2 separate regions of the Anas platyrhynchos genome follow, and region 2 is linked to region 1. A link is a contact called in public Hi-C data. All regions are on one chromosome and are shown on one strand. The core of a region is the stretch at or near the end of the contact, and the rest is flanking DNA. Distances in the headings are between cores, read along the strand shown.

Region 1 (7,527 bases), core at 3,107-5,606:
TATGGATGCTTTCCAGCTATTTGTCTTTCAGACCGCCATGTATTCATACACATGCAGAATGTTTTAGGAGTAAAGGAAACATTATTTTGTGATATTTAACAAACCACTTTAGGAAATTTTTACTAGTCCTCAGTTTGGGATTTTTTAATAATTTTTAAATATTTCAGTCATGTTTACCGGTCACATCCACTTTTCATCCCCTTTTTCCCCATTGTAGGAAAACAGCACATAATTCAACCTGGAATGAACATTTGTGATTGAAGTAATCCCTCATCATCTACTTACATGCTTAACGTGCCACTGATAGGTGAGGAAGTTGTTCTTTTATGACCCAGGATACTTTTTCCTCAACTGAAACTATTTCTGAAAACCATCTTACGTACACAGAAATAACAGTAACCATGGAATTAGAGAAGTTTAAAATACATTTCACTTCGCAATTAGATAGCAGCACATACGGATAACAGGTTTCTATTTCTGCCATTTTCTGGAGTTAAGTGTAAACTATAGTTCAAAAAAAGTACCCAAGGTCATTTGTATGCTGGCAAAATGGGATTTTGCAAGTTTTTCTTTTTCATACCAGTTGTATGAAAATATCAGAATTACTACATGGAAGAGTTTTCCTCACCCCTCACAAAATCCCATCGACATGAGGAAGAGTCACTGACCCTTAAGCTTTGAAGCAAGCTATAATCCTTCCTGTACTGCTGAACACTGCTCATATTTCTGTTGTTACGGCCATATGCCCTTACCTAGGTAACCAGGGATGAGTACCAGTGTGCGTACACAGAGCTACACCCCAAAGCACCTATGGGGAGGCTGGTGACTAACCCAGGCTGCCACCCATCGGCCTGTGCCTCCCTCTAGCGTTTTAACATATGTATAATTCTATGAGTTTGACACTTTATGAAGCCACAGAGCTGAGAGCGGTCAGCATATCAAACAAAGCTGCTTTGTTACACTTGGTTGTTCTCCCTGTGGCACCACACATTGCCTCCAGAACCGTAATAAAACTCAGGAGTTCTACTTTTAGTTGATTGTAGCAGTTTTTAATAAGGAATAAACATCATCTCACCTTTCCTTCCCTCTCAACTCCTCTAAGACTGGCAGGCAGCAGGCTCTACTGATGCCAGCAAGCTAAACAGTGACAGAAGGCGGGTCTTCAAATCCTCAGCCTGCTCGCACCTGAACTCAAGGAACCAAGCAACTGAGGAGCTCAGGAAGCCGTATTCTATTACAGAGAGCCTCTGACTACTTTACCCTTAGCTTAGTATACTTTATTGTTTGTTTCGGATGCACTTAAAGCTTTTTTGACCCAAAGTAACAAGCAGGTGTTAATGAACAATGCTTTAATTTTGTGGGATCCGAGTGTACATACACCACCTAACATACACAATGGTTCTGATACTGAACAGACACCTCACAGCCTGGGAGAAAAGACAACAGAAAAAGGTCTGGACCACCATTTTTCCCACCCACCCACCCAGCAAATTACCTTTTCATTAATAAACCGGACATTCTCATTCTGCCCATCTTACCTTTGTTGCAATAACAGTCGCTTCTCTTTTTCTTTCAGAACTTTTGCTAACTGAGCTGTCCTCGAAGGTCTATGCAGGTATTTTCTCTTCCCTGTACATTCATACGTCCAATGTCCAAACTCCAAGCATTTCTGACATCTGACGTGCTGCTTGTTTGCCTCTCTGTAAAAATGCAGAATTGCATTAAGTGACTGATTCCAACTCTGTTCTACCTATTGAAAAAATAGAAATTTTCTTTAGCACACAAATTCTTAACGATACACGCAGTTATGTTTAAACCAGAGCGATGTTCATGGGTGCTTTAATTATTGCACATCTTGAATCGGGACAAGAACAGTAACATACACATAGAATTTTGGCAAACTCACGCACTTCAGTTATCAAAATATCCTAATATCAACGATTTATGAAAGTAGAAAGAACAATTTTCCTCTGTTCCAGAGCTTCAGCTTAAGCCTTCTTCTGCTACAGTATCTAATGCTGAACTACTGACATTAACTGTCAACGCACTGAGCAACTGCACCTGAATTTCACTTTACATGTATGTGCTCCTGCCAGCCTAGCTTGTAATCTTTGTTCCCATATCCTCGTATATAACCCTCAACTGCAGAACGCTTCCAAATTAACACAAAGAGCCTGGGATTCTGAGCAAGTAAAACAGAGCTGCTCCTATTGGTAACTTACTTGAATCTCGCTAAGATTTATTAAAGCCTGTCAGAAGATTTATTGCAAGAACACGTTCTTGTTTACTTACTGCTCTCTGCCACTCAAATACAATTAGCAAAAAAGAGCATTTTACGTCTGCATTTCAGTCTTCAGTGATCAAATTCTTCGATCATTTTTAGGAGCAAGTTAAGTGAGAAAAACTCACATTTTCATATTCTAGCACTTAATCCACATTTCTAAAGTTTTAAAAAAAATCTGTTTGCTTATCTTCTCACAGATGTGCTCCTCCTTTACAAAGAAGGAAACTCATACAGCAGCCAAGCGACCCACTCAAGGCCATATCACAGATTAGTTTCAGAGCCAGGACTTTGTAGCTCTCATGCAGCTCACTGAAAACTGCTGTGACTTATTTCCACCTTGCGTTGTTTTTTCAACATGAAGACACTCATTTTTGACAGCCAGCACATCTTAATCAACCAAAATTAACAGCTTGTCTCAGCTAGGAGGAGGATCCTCTACTGTTCACTTAGTATTTAGAGAGCATGAGGTGACAGACCAGCAGTGAACACCCTGCTCTCAGAAAGGAGTGTTCCTTTTCAAAACAACATAGCAATCGTTTCTCCTTTGCATCTAGCTATCACTTTTTCCGACAGTTCTGCTGCATCTCAAAGATAATCTTGTTTTGAACATTCATCACTGTCTCAATGCAAAGTTTATTTGGCTTCATGATTTACCTTCAGAAACGTTGATGTAAATGAGCACTGTATGACTAACCTTGCTACCTACACGGTGCAGTTAACTCAAACTTCAGCAGGAAGCAGGAGCTCTGGTAAGGAGCACCAACAAAACAAAACAAATCAAATCAAGGTCCTCTGAACAGTTTGCTTTGTCTTGCCCTGGTCTCCTGGCTCTACCACAAGAGTTGCATGTAAGCAAAACAAGGATGCTATCTCTGCTTAGTCAACATAGAAAAACATTCACTTTGCTTTTTTTGTACCACAAACCAGCCCAGAGCTCTCTCCACAGGAGGAGGGCAGCTCAAAGCAACAACAACAAAATTCAGCATTTCCAGGGCTCTGGGACTGCTCACATGACTGGGGCACACAACTTTATGCAAGGTAGGACGATAAAAATCAAGCCCTAAAAGCAACAACCAGGAAAACAGATCAAAATAGCTCAGCAACCAGACCTATAAATATCATATCAACACTAACAAGTTTTAACATGAATGAGAAGCATGAGGTGAAGGTAAACTTTTAATACAGGTCAGCGGCTACGACCTAAACGCAGAGGTTAGCCAATGTGCAATACAGCAAACAGCCATCAAGCACCTGAAGACACAACAAGAACGTAGGAAATCGTTCCTTAACCTATACAGAATAGCAACCTAAAGAGCCAGAATTCCAGAAGTGCTTTGAAATTCCAAGTTATTTTCTACTGGAAAATGAGGAAGAACTGAACTACAGTAAACAACAACAGAGGAATGAGGACGCAGAGGCCATCCATATGTTAACCAACAGCTGTGAGCAGACAGAAAAAAAAAAGAACACTCTTAAAAAAGCAACCAGGAATTGTTCTAAGGGGGGAGGTGAAGAAGCAAACCCCCAGAGGAGTGCCGAGGGGGGCATTTACTGCACTTCACAGCACCAAAGCGCTGCCTTCTCCTCATTTCGCTGCTGGGCAATCAGACCCCTCAGCTCTGAGCACAGCCGCTGCTTCCCCCCACACACCCCTTTACCAGCCCCTAAACCCACGCCGGGAGCACACAAACGCCGCTTTTATAACCCCAAAATGCCACTTTTCCAACCCCAAAATGCCACTTTTAGAACCGCGCCGCCTCCCCCCGGCCCAGCCCGGCCGCCTTGCGGGGCGCTCTCCTGAGGGCTGCGGGGCCGTGCCCGGGCCGCCGGGGCCCCGCTGCCCGAGGAGCGGCCGCGGACCCCCCCCCGTTGTGCTCCCCCCCCACACACCCCCCTTGGTCCCGGCGCACTCACGCCTGGCGGCGGGCGATGAGGCGGTGCATGGGAGTCGCCATGGCGGCGGGCGGGGCCGCGCTGCATGCCGGGACGCGAGGCGGGCCTGAGGCGAAGGCAGAGCCGCCCTCAGCGCGGGGCTAAATGGCAGAAAAGGGGGGATTTAGCCCATTATCGCCTCGTAACGCACAGCATCAGCATCAAATATAGTCACGTATAAGCCCCTTCTCAGGGGCTGGCGCTGACAAGTTGTCCCCGTGCCCGCGCTGCCCCTCTGTTCTCCATCCATACCTAACAGTGAGGGAATGAACACCTCAGGCACCTCCAGGAACCACCAGGCGAAGCCTTGCCCCCACCCCACTGAGCCCTGTGCCAGCAGCAGCTGGTATTTTGGGCTCCTGCATCACCTCCTTACGGCTCATGGCACGGGAGGAGAGGTCAAGGGACAGAAGACGAAGCTGTGGTGGCAGTGCTCTGAGGGCACGCTCCTGGCACGCAGCCCCCTGTGCCTCGCTGCCAGCTGGCACAGGCAGCACAGCCCCCATCCTGAATTCAGGGCAGCCAGGAGTGGGGCTTCCTAACGTTTGCTTTATCAAAACTCGTTGTAACCTCAAGGGATCGGTATTAAAACACTAACGTCGATCTCGCTACAAAAATCCTCAAGGAAACATACTCCTTAATGTGGGTCCATAGCAGTGTAGTAACAGCTATGTGGCTTCTTGGTAGTGCACAGTATTCATTTATTATATAAAACAACAAAATATATTGTATTTCCTTAAATTCCTAGCATCCAGCAGTGCCAGTTGGATCAGGGCCTTACTGTGTTAGGAAACGTAGAAGTGGAAGAAAAGACAGACCTTGGCCAGAGAGGCTTACACTTCCCTCAAGACAAGGTACAAGGTGGAAACACAGATGCGAAAGAATAGAACATACGGCACGCATAATGCAGCAATACAAATCTGATCCTTTCAGGTGATGATCACCCCACGTCCTGAGGTGTTCTGCCTCTAATGTACCTTGTGCTGGTTGGACTTGATGATCCCAAAGGTCTTTTCCAGCCTGAATGATTTTATGATTCTAGTATCACAGCCTGGAAATACGAGAGCCAGAACTTCCTGCTGTGTCACACATGAAACATGTCAGAGCAGGTCACATCTGCTGGGGACAATGGCACCCATTAACTGTCACATGGGGAAGGTACGATACTGAGGAATTCTTAGACATAAGCAGCTCCAACTCATCAGGATTAATTACTGTGTGGCGAATTGAATCACGGTAGCTCCTGTCTCCAAACTCTGAAATTTTAATGTCTAAGGCTAGTGGCTGTTCCTGTATGCAGCTTGTTTTCCTCTCCATCTGGCATTTCTTGTGGTATCTGATAATTGTCCTGTTTTGGCTGATGCTCTGTGGTAATCTGTGAATAATTACATCTGGCACCATAGCTACGTTGTGCTGTGTGATGCCTGGTATGTTATAAACGCACCAGAGTCTGGCCTCAATATCTGAATCTTGATGGCTGGCATCTGACTTGAATGGAGAAAGTCAGACAGAAGCATTTCCTGCTTTAGGATTGATCTATTTATAATAATCCATGCTTAAAATAAATCCCTGATCCCTTTTTACCTCAGAATCACTTCAAGTCTTGGAGTGAATTACACACTGATAGCAGTGTCTGTACTCTGCCCAACCACATTTGGTGCTCCTGGCAGCTGTGACAGCAGAACCACCGTTCCCTCAATGTGCCAGCACAGCCAGGTTTGTGCTGCCATGTGCCAGAACACTCATGGAGCGTGTGGGCTGCTCCTTACACAGAGACCTCAACGACACACCTGGTACTGGAGCAACCCACTAAAAATCCTGCTACCTGAGAAGTTTGAAAGAGTGCTTGTAACTTCAGACTCCGCGGGTTCCTACAGCCTGCAGCCTCCTCGGGGGAGCGTCTCACAGCCAGTCCTTGCATTCGGTAACTCACTGTGGCACCCCTCAGGGTGGGATGCGACTCCACGGACCAAATGTGCAGAGTCACGGCGTGGCACTCAGCTCCCTGCCAAGGGCGGACGGATCCGGGCTGCTGCTGCTCAATGAGCTGACTGGGACCATAAATCCTGCTCTTGCACACCAGGCTGCTATTTAAAGTCGCAGTATCATTAACCTATTTCTAAACATGCTGGGCAGGGCAATTGCTTTCCAAAATGTGCCCCTCTCTAGACAGGAAAGGGGGGGGGGTATGCAGACAACGCAGGAGAAAAAAATGGAAGATGCTAAAGCTTCGGTGGCACAGACCTTGAGCTACCTTGTCATGCAGCTCCCACTGTGCTTCCACCTCCCTGCACTTTTCTATGCCTGCGCATTGCTCTTGAAAGCAAAGTGTCACAATATTTGTTAAGGGTTTGTATGTGCAACAGGAAGAATGGAGCCAGAGCTTTCTCAGGAAGGGCTGAGTCAACGAATAAACAGTTAAACCTCCCTTGCCAAGACTGCTGCTACGAGTGCCACTCACACAAAACTGATCAGCCTTCCAAAACGACGAGCAGCTCAGTAGTGCTACTGCTGGACAACAACAGTGACAAACTGGGAGCACTAGCAATGGTGGCACTTGGCATTTTTTTTAATGGACATTTTACTTTTTTTTCCCCCCAGCTCTCTAGCAGAGTAACACAGAAGGCCCCTATTCAGGCAGAACTGCAGACTAGAAAAACACCTCAGTGATAAGGGATAGAGTAAATAGACTTCAAGCACGCCCTGTCCAGAATTTCTTGCTGCCATTCAAATGTACCTTCAGTAACTGAGTTTACTCACAGTACTCCGTCAATGTAATAAATACATCCCTGTTGGCCAGGTTGCTTTGCTTCTTCGCAGAGGAAGCAGGCTCATGACTCCTTTGGTATCCACCATATAAACAGACAATTCGAGGGAGTACAGAAAGCTGGAAGAAAAAAGATAGATGGGTCAGCTGGAGCCGTTCCTCAACCTTCGTGTGGAGGAAGCTTCTCGAGCCCCAAATCGGGTTAGACTTTGTTGGATCAGCTGTTGTAAAGCCACACTGGGAGGGATAACGCACCCCCAAAACCTGTAATCTGAATGGAAGTCCAGCCAGAGTTCCATAGAAATGAAAAGAAAACGTGGGCTTTATTATTTCAGGGCATTTAAACAAACTGGACTTATGATCTTAACCTCATGTACCAACAGTTAGGAGTACTGGCTAGCACAAGACAGAATTCTTTAGGCAGAGAAAGCCGGTACTGGTACTGCCCTAACACGCCGTGCGTTTGGCACTTGCCACCTTCAGTGCACTGCTCTGGATTTTGAGTGCTTCCAATCCGTTCTGTGCTACCCGTGAGCCTGGGACC
Region 2 (6,992 bases), core at 3,200-5,699, 99 kb before region 1:
CCCCTGCCAACCACAAGGCACAAAGTCCGTTAGGTGTGGAGTGCTGCCCGGAATTATTTGCGTTAACCTGGCAGACATTTCAGAGCAGGTAGGTCCTGCTTCTCCTCATCGCTCTGCACGGGAGGATTCTCAGTGCCCCCCGTGCTCCAACTACAACAAACCTCTACAACGTGCACTAAAGGTCAGCAGCAGCCCAGCTCCAGGGATCCCAGCAGTAACACCAGGGATCCCAATTTCTGAACAAAACCTAACAGCAGCAGGTACCGCTTTGATAAAAGCATGTCTGAAAGCAGTGAGGACAGCAGGAAACCACCACTCCTAGGATAAACTCAGCTTGAAACTCAGGATTCCTAGGATAAACTCAGCTAGAAAAAAAAAACATATTTCAGACTTGTAAAGATTTCCTAGTGGAATGAGACAATTTCTAATTTTCCAGCAAAAATGGCCAGTTGAGTTAAACTGCAGGAAATTTTATCTGAAGTTACGACCACATCTTCCTCCTGCTCCCTACAGCTCAGACGTGCCCTTTCAGTGAAATAAGGTTTGACAGCAGTAATTACCACGCTGCAGTTACCAATGGGAAATCAACCACCTCTGAAGCACAGGTTGTGGGCTGCTCCGGAGGGAGCAGTCACGGGTTCAAAAGCTCAGCCCCAGGTCCTGCTGCTCCTGCCATGCCACCACCCTGCTGCGAGAGCAGAGGTGCTGCTGGCCATGCACGAGGGCTCTCCGGCACCAAACTGTCCAAAACGGCACCAAAAGACCCAGTCCCTCTCTGCCTGGTACCAAACGCTGTCTGAGCAGCAGCTGGCTGGCTCAGGTCAGGTACAATCCCACCTGTTCAGAGCTGTGAGAGCACAGCCCCACCCTGAAAAACACAGACTGGACAAATTAAACACCCTGTGCTCTCATCACCCACCTTCTCCTCGGCATCTGTATTGCCGTCGATCTTCCTCATGGCGTTCTGGACGCGGGCGAGGCGGCTGGACAGGCAGAGCAGCAGGCTCACCACCTTCTCCAGGTCCCCGATGAACATCAGGTAGCGCTCGAACTCATTGGGCTTGCAGACGTCGTGCACCGTGGCCTCCAGCTCCTTGCCACGCGCGGTGCACTCGCTGGCTTCCGAGAGGACCAGCTCCCTGTCCTCCCACAGCGCCTGCAGCTTGGAGCGCAGGCTGGAGACGAGTTCCAGCTGCAAAAGGAGAAAAAAAAAAATCACAAGAGGCTTATTGCCGAAGGGAAGTCGTGTCGCTTATAAAGAAGGGATTTTTCTCATGTCATCTTCGGCGAATTTAAGACTTAAAATAATTTCAAGCTCTGGAAAACAAAAAAAAAAAGAAAGATCATGCTAGGTATACTTAATTCTCAAACTCTGAAAAGCAAATTACTGGTAATCGCCTTAACTGCTGATATAATGCCTAGCTCTGAGAGCTTCCTACCAGAGTCAGAAATAAACTACAACAAAGATTACAACATGTATACACACGGCTTTGTCTAAGACATGACCGTGAAGCCACAGCTCTCTTACCACACAAGAACTGACTGGAATTTCGTTTATAATATGCACAGAAAAAGTGATTTTTTCAGTGGATGCCAGTGAGCAAAGTGCCTAGTAGCAAAGCAAGCGGGGAAGGCTGTGTAATACAGCGGTGTTACTGTGGGAAGAGGCCCTGAGAGCAGAGTGGGAGAGTGATATCAGCTTTTTTTGGAAATCAACCAACGTCACCATAAAGAGCAGCAGCAGTTAAACAGCGGGCAACGAAAAATATCACCACATGCACAGCAGGAGGAACTTCAGGAAGGCAGGCTATAATTACCTGAGAGAGGTTATAGCCGAGTTTCTACAGGGAAAAAATAATTTAATTCTTCAGAGCTACACGTTACCCTTCCGAGGTATATTTACCTCTTATTTACGCTGCCAGCTGTAATGAATTTTACAGCTACTGAATCCAGATTTGAGCCAGCTGCTGCACAGGAGCTGGCTGTGCGAGGAATGGGATAACCAACCTGTGGGCTCATTGCAGAGCCACCCCCAACAACCTGCTGAAGGTGAGTGTGTGGAAGGAGAGGTCTGAGTAAAGCCAGGCAGAATTTGAACACCACTGCTTGCGACCAATTTGCCAGTTCACTAGGAAATTTACTACTGAAAAAAAAACACTAAAAATGATTCAAAGTTGTGTGTGAAACATTGTTACTGCGATACACATCATGAATAGGAGCACCCACAGTACATGAATGTGACGTGAATAACGTCGTGGTGGTGAAGAAACAACGCTTCCTTTGCAGGCCAGCCACCTACTTTCTTACACGTGATGTCATCCAGGTCCTTTGTGTCACCTCCGCTTGGGTTCGGGGTCTGGTTTCCCTTACAAATGGGGCTGTCGCTCCTTTGCTTGGCATTGAGTTCAGGTTCAGAACATTCTTCTGGTGCATCTCCATTGCTTTTCCTGCTATTTGTACAGAAAACAAACACCTGTGACAAACACTTAGAGTTCTGTTCATGAACGTTGTGTCCAAAGAAGGGCAATGAGGCTGGTGAAGGGTCTGAGGGGCGCTGGGGGAGCGGGGGTTGTTTAGCCTGGAGAAAAGGAGGCTCAGGGGAGACCCTATTGCACCAGAGGAAATGGCCTTAGGTTGCACCAGGGGAGCTTTAGGTTGGATATTAGGAGAAATATAATCACTGAAAAAGTTGTGAAACACTGGAACAAACTGCCCAGGGAAGCTGCGGATTCACCATCCTTAGAGATGTTCAGGAAATGTGTGGATGCAGTGCTTTGTGAGTGGTTTAATGGGGACTTGGCAGCGCTAGGCTGAAGGTTGGACCAGACGATCTTGGAGATCGTTTCCAGCCTCTACCATTCTCTGGTTATGTCCTTGGTTTTATGCATTTCTACTTCCAAATCACCCTTCTCTCATCTCACAGCAGGGACTTTGTCTCCTGCCACCTTCAGCAGCAGGGACCTCCGGGCCAGCTCCTGGCCTTACATGCAGCCCCAGCTCCCACTTCAACAGGCTCAGGAGTGGATGAATCTGCTGCACACCTGGATCTGCAAAATCTGTGAATGGCGTGGTGTGGGAACCACACGGCCTGGCTGAACAGCAGCAAATTACCCTGGCAGAATTGGGTTAAATTTCTCATACCACAAATGCCCACCTACTAATGCACAGCCTGCTTATTTCTCCTGCTTTCCATGCACGCAGCTTGTTTGTTTGCATGCCGCTGGCATGGTGTAGTTTACTCCAGGTTTCTCCCATTACACACTCATAGCCTCTTTCTCCTTTCTTGACATGTAAATCAGAAAACTAAAATATTTCAGTAACAAAACAAGCGTAAAAAATCCCTAAGTCTTCTTAGCACTAGTATATACTTAATATTCATGCATCGTAAGACCTTAAAATACTGGTTAATTGTTTTAGTCTACTTACTCGTTCCCCTGTGCTTGCTGCCCATCTGCCTTTCTTCTGTGTGATCTATCCAGCATGGAAATGTCAGCAGGAAAAAGACCCTCCATCAGGTCCAGAGCAGTTTTTCTCACTGGATAAGGCATGAGAATATCAACCAGAGAACTGTCTTTGGCAACAATCTCCATCGCAAGTTCTTGGTATCGCTGGTCCTCAGCAGACCCCAGTCTCCTTTTGGACGGATTTGTCTCTCTCTCCTGCAGAACATCCTCTGGGCTGTCGAGCACAGCTGCTTCCTTTGCAAATAAACCTCTGGGTTCATTTTTGTCTCCTTGGTCAGACTGAGCCAGCACCGTGTGGCAGCACGTTCCTTTCTCCTGAGGCACTGCAGCATCGCTTGCCTTTAGCTGCTGCTCTGGGCGCTCCGTTAAAGCACTGCCAGTCGGAGATCCGGCTCGGCATTCCTTCTCCACTTGGGCATCTTCCTTGCTGCTGCTTCTCGGGCTGGCAATAGAGGTTTCAGGAGCTAGTTCCTCGGCGTCCTGACGAGAGTGTCCACTTATATCATTGTCTTGTTCGTGATTCTGGCACCCACCTCCCACAGGATCGTGGAAGCTGTAAGAGCAAAGAAGTTCCTTTATATTTGAGACACTTCCTCTGCAACAGATGCTTTTGCAGGCTGTTTAAGCAGCTATAAGCAATTGCCGTCATCTTTCCAGCTTCCTCTGTTTATTAAAGCCTCAAGGCTGGACCTCCCCGAGCCCTCCCAGCTGCTGTTTTTGCCGGAGGTCGCAGGGGGGAGCTGCGCTCCCGGTGTCCGCAGGAGCTCCCCGGGCGCACGGCGCGGTGCGCACCGGTGCCCACGGCAGAAACCAAAGGGGCAGCCCCCGTACCCCTTGGAGCCTTACCTGGGGATGCCGAGGCAGCTCTCACGAGGCTGAGGTGGTGACACGGCCCCGCTGGCACTGCTGGCACCTCTGTCCGCGTCCTGGAAACGAGAACGGCACCGGTACAGGCGGCAGGCTCGCACCGTGCCACTGCCTCGGCTTCACGCCCTTGTCTGGGGGCATAAACCTGAGTGGGTTTAGCAAGCTGATGTTTGTTGGTTTTTTGTTTGTTTGGTGTTTTAAGTTTCTCCACCTCTTTTTATTACTGCAGATGCCATTTGACTCTTTCTAGGTAGCATCCACCTGTTTTTCCTAGAAAACCAAGTGAGGGCTAGCAACAAAGCACAGGCTCTGCTCCCACCGACCCCCACAACTCAGAAAGTGGCCAGTGTTTTTGGGAGTCTCTTCAGTTGGATAATTTTTGTAATATAATAGAGTATTTCTTTTCTATTTTATTATTTTTATTTTTTCCCCTTTTGCAACAACATTGGCAGCCACTGTCCTTCATATTCAGAAGCCAAAAAGGTTCCTGAGTTCCCAGGCTGTGATTGCAGAGCACAGCAGAAGCAACGCAACGGGCAGGTCTCTGATTTCCAGTCACTTCAGGAACTTCCCAAAGGGTAATTTTTAGCTAGAAGCCTTCCCCCTACCGCTTTGTAAAACTGCCCACTTGTTGCAGGATAACGAGCGCCGAGCACGCTGCTCAGTCACTGCTCAGTCACTGCTCAGTCGGCCGTTGCAGTTCCACCCTTACGCAATGGCTGCAGCTCCTCACACTGAGGAACGCGTTGTTTGTCTGCTGCTGGTAATGCTTCCTTACATAATGCTTTGGAGAATAACAAATTGTTATCATTCATCACGAATGCGTCAAAATTGGGAGCACTTCTTTAAAATCTCCCCTAATTAATTCTCTGGCACGCTGCAAAAACGGAGCATTCGCTCTGCTTTCCAACCACTACCCTGCATTTCCTACAGACTGAGCAAGCGTGCCTTGCCACGACTCCTTTCATCTCCCTACCACGTGTTAAATACCAAGCCTTCATCCCCATTCCTGCTTGCTCAGTGGTTTTACAGCCGCTGTGCTCTCTCTCAGAGCAGCCCCTGCCCCAGCCCCTCTCACCTGTGCAGCAGGAGGCGTTGACTCGGGTCTCTCAGCAGCCGGGGCAGCAGCAGGAGCTCCAGCCCCGGGGAGGCTTTCGGCTGGTGTCTGCTCAGAGCCACGGCTCCCCACGGCTGCAGGACATGGGCTGGGCTCCGAGGGCACCGATCCAGCAGTGGCAGAGCTGGGGCCACATCTGCCGGCCACACTCGGGGGGAGGACGAGTGCCGAAGGAGAGAAAACATCTGGTGGTGGTTCTTCAGAGGAAGCTTGGCAGAAAACCTCATCGCTTTGCATCTTCCTGCTCCCGTTGGGGTTGGAAGGAGGCCACTTGGGAAGCGAGGGCCTCTTCTGCAGGGGTGGTTTATGCAGCGGGACGTGCTGCGTGCCTCCTGGTCTTTGGCTAATCTTTCGTTCCATGTATTCAACCAGCGCCGTGTGCTGGATTTGTTTCAGCTCTGTCCGGGAGATGCTGGAGCTGGACAGTGCCCTCCCTCTGTTTTCCAGGGTCTTTCTCCTGGCTGCCTCTGTTCCCGGCTCAGTCCTTTCACCCCTGGCCTGGTTCCACGGGGCTTCCTTGTCTGCGAGCTGATCGAGTTTCTCGGGCTCAGAATAACAGAGTTTCTTTTCCTCTTTTGTTTCCCTTTTCCTTCCCCCTGTTTGACCCCTTTGTGGCCTCTCTATTTCTCTATCTCTGTTGAACCTTTCTAAGGGTTCCAGAGGAGGAGGGGAACAAGGAGCGAGTTTGGCTTCCTCATTTGCCCCGGATAATGAGAAAGATCTCAGGTGTTCGATTGAAGGCCTCTTGGACGGCTTCTGTCTCAGCCTAACAGGCAAACTCATCTGCAAGTCTTTTCTTTTAAAGGAGGTTTCTCTCAGAACCTTTTTCTGGGCCACTTTAAGTTTCTCTCTGTAGTCATTCTTGAAACTCTCATCCATGGATGAAGCAGGACTCCCGAGAACGAGATCTTCAGCCTCATTCAGACCGTCATCAGCACACCGGTGGTGCAGGCTGGCTGGCTGGAGCTGGCTGCTTTCCCTCCGTATCTCTCCACTCCTCACCGAGGGAGCCTGGCTGCTTGTTGGAAATTCCTCTGGCGAGCTCCTTGAGCCCTCTTGACACTGGGCGAGCTTGTGGTGGTGCAGGATGTTGGTGGCTTTTCCCCCAGCAAGGTAGTAAAGCATGGGAGTCGTCTGCCTGCTTATTTGTTCACCAGCAAGATCGTCCCGCAGCTCTCTCGAGAGCTGTTTTTGAAGTCCAGGTTGGTATTTCTGATAGGGAGCAGGAGCCTCCTCTTGCTCCAGATGCATGCTAAGCTCAGGATCACTGTTACTGGCTTGTTTTTCTTTCCTGACTTCATTTAGAAGTTGTGATGCGGAATCCTCCTTTGGTCTGAGCAAAGCTGTGTGGTCGGCATCATCTGTGTGGTCAGCACGGGAGCTGCAGGACACCGACGCTTTCTGTGTTTTGGCTTGGGGACTCAGGAGCGGTTCCCCAGCACCACTCCCGAGCTCTCCTTTGGAGTTAGAGCACTGCTTTCCATCTCTACAACTGCCCAGCTTCCCGGATGCATTTTTAGTTAGAGGAGCATGCTCCATATATT

Evidence for each region. A called contact is a pair of places that touch in the nucleus more often than the background predicts.
Region 2: a Hi-C map of skeletal muscle shows a contact between it and region 1, with 3 times the contacts expected there. The contact joins the enhancer-like site here to the promoter of ZCCHC10 in region 1. A contact is called at or near these places in 3 of 8 Hi-C or Micro-C datasets (liver, skeletal muscle and subcutaneous adipose tissue).

Annotation. Positions count from the first base shown.
Region 1 is chr14:1,473,331-1,480,857 of IASCAAS_PekinDuck_T2T, reverse strand. It overlaps ZCCHC10 (zinc finger CCHC-type containing 10), which reads right to left and starts at 4,356. Exons shown (of 4, transcript XM_027468140.2): 1 at 4,199-4,356; 2 at 1,539-1,700. The coding sequence starts at 4,239.
Region 2 is chr14:1,572,663-1,579,654 of IASCAAS_PekinDuck_T2T, reverse strand. SHROOM1 (shroom family member 1) reads right to left here. Exons shown (of 7, transcript XM_027468671.3): 2 at 5,410-6,992; 3 at 4,311-4,390; 4 at 3,427-4,017; 5 at 2,300-2,450; 6 at 920-1,192. Among named protein-coding and RNA genes, the nearest start is that of SOWAHA, 14 kb to the left of the region's middle. Within about 2 kb of position 4,449, at least 5 of the 8 cell types and tissues checked have an H3K27ac peak or open chromatin away from gene starts, as enhancers often do.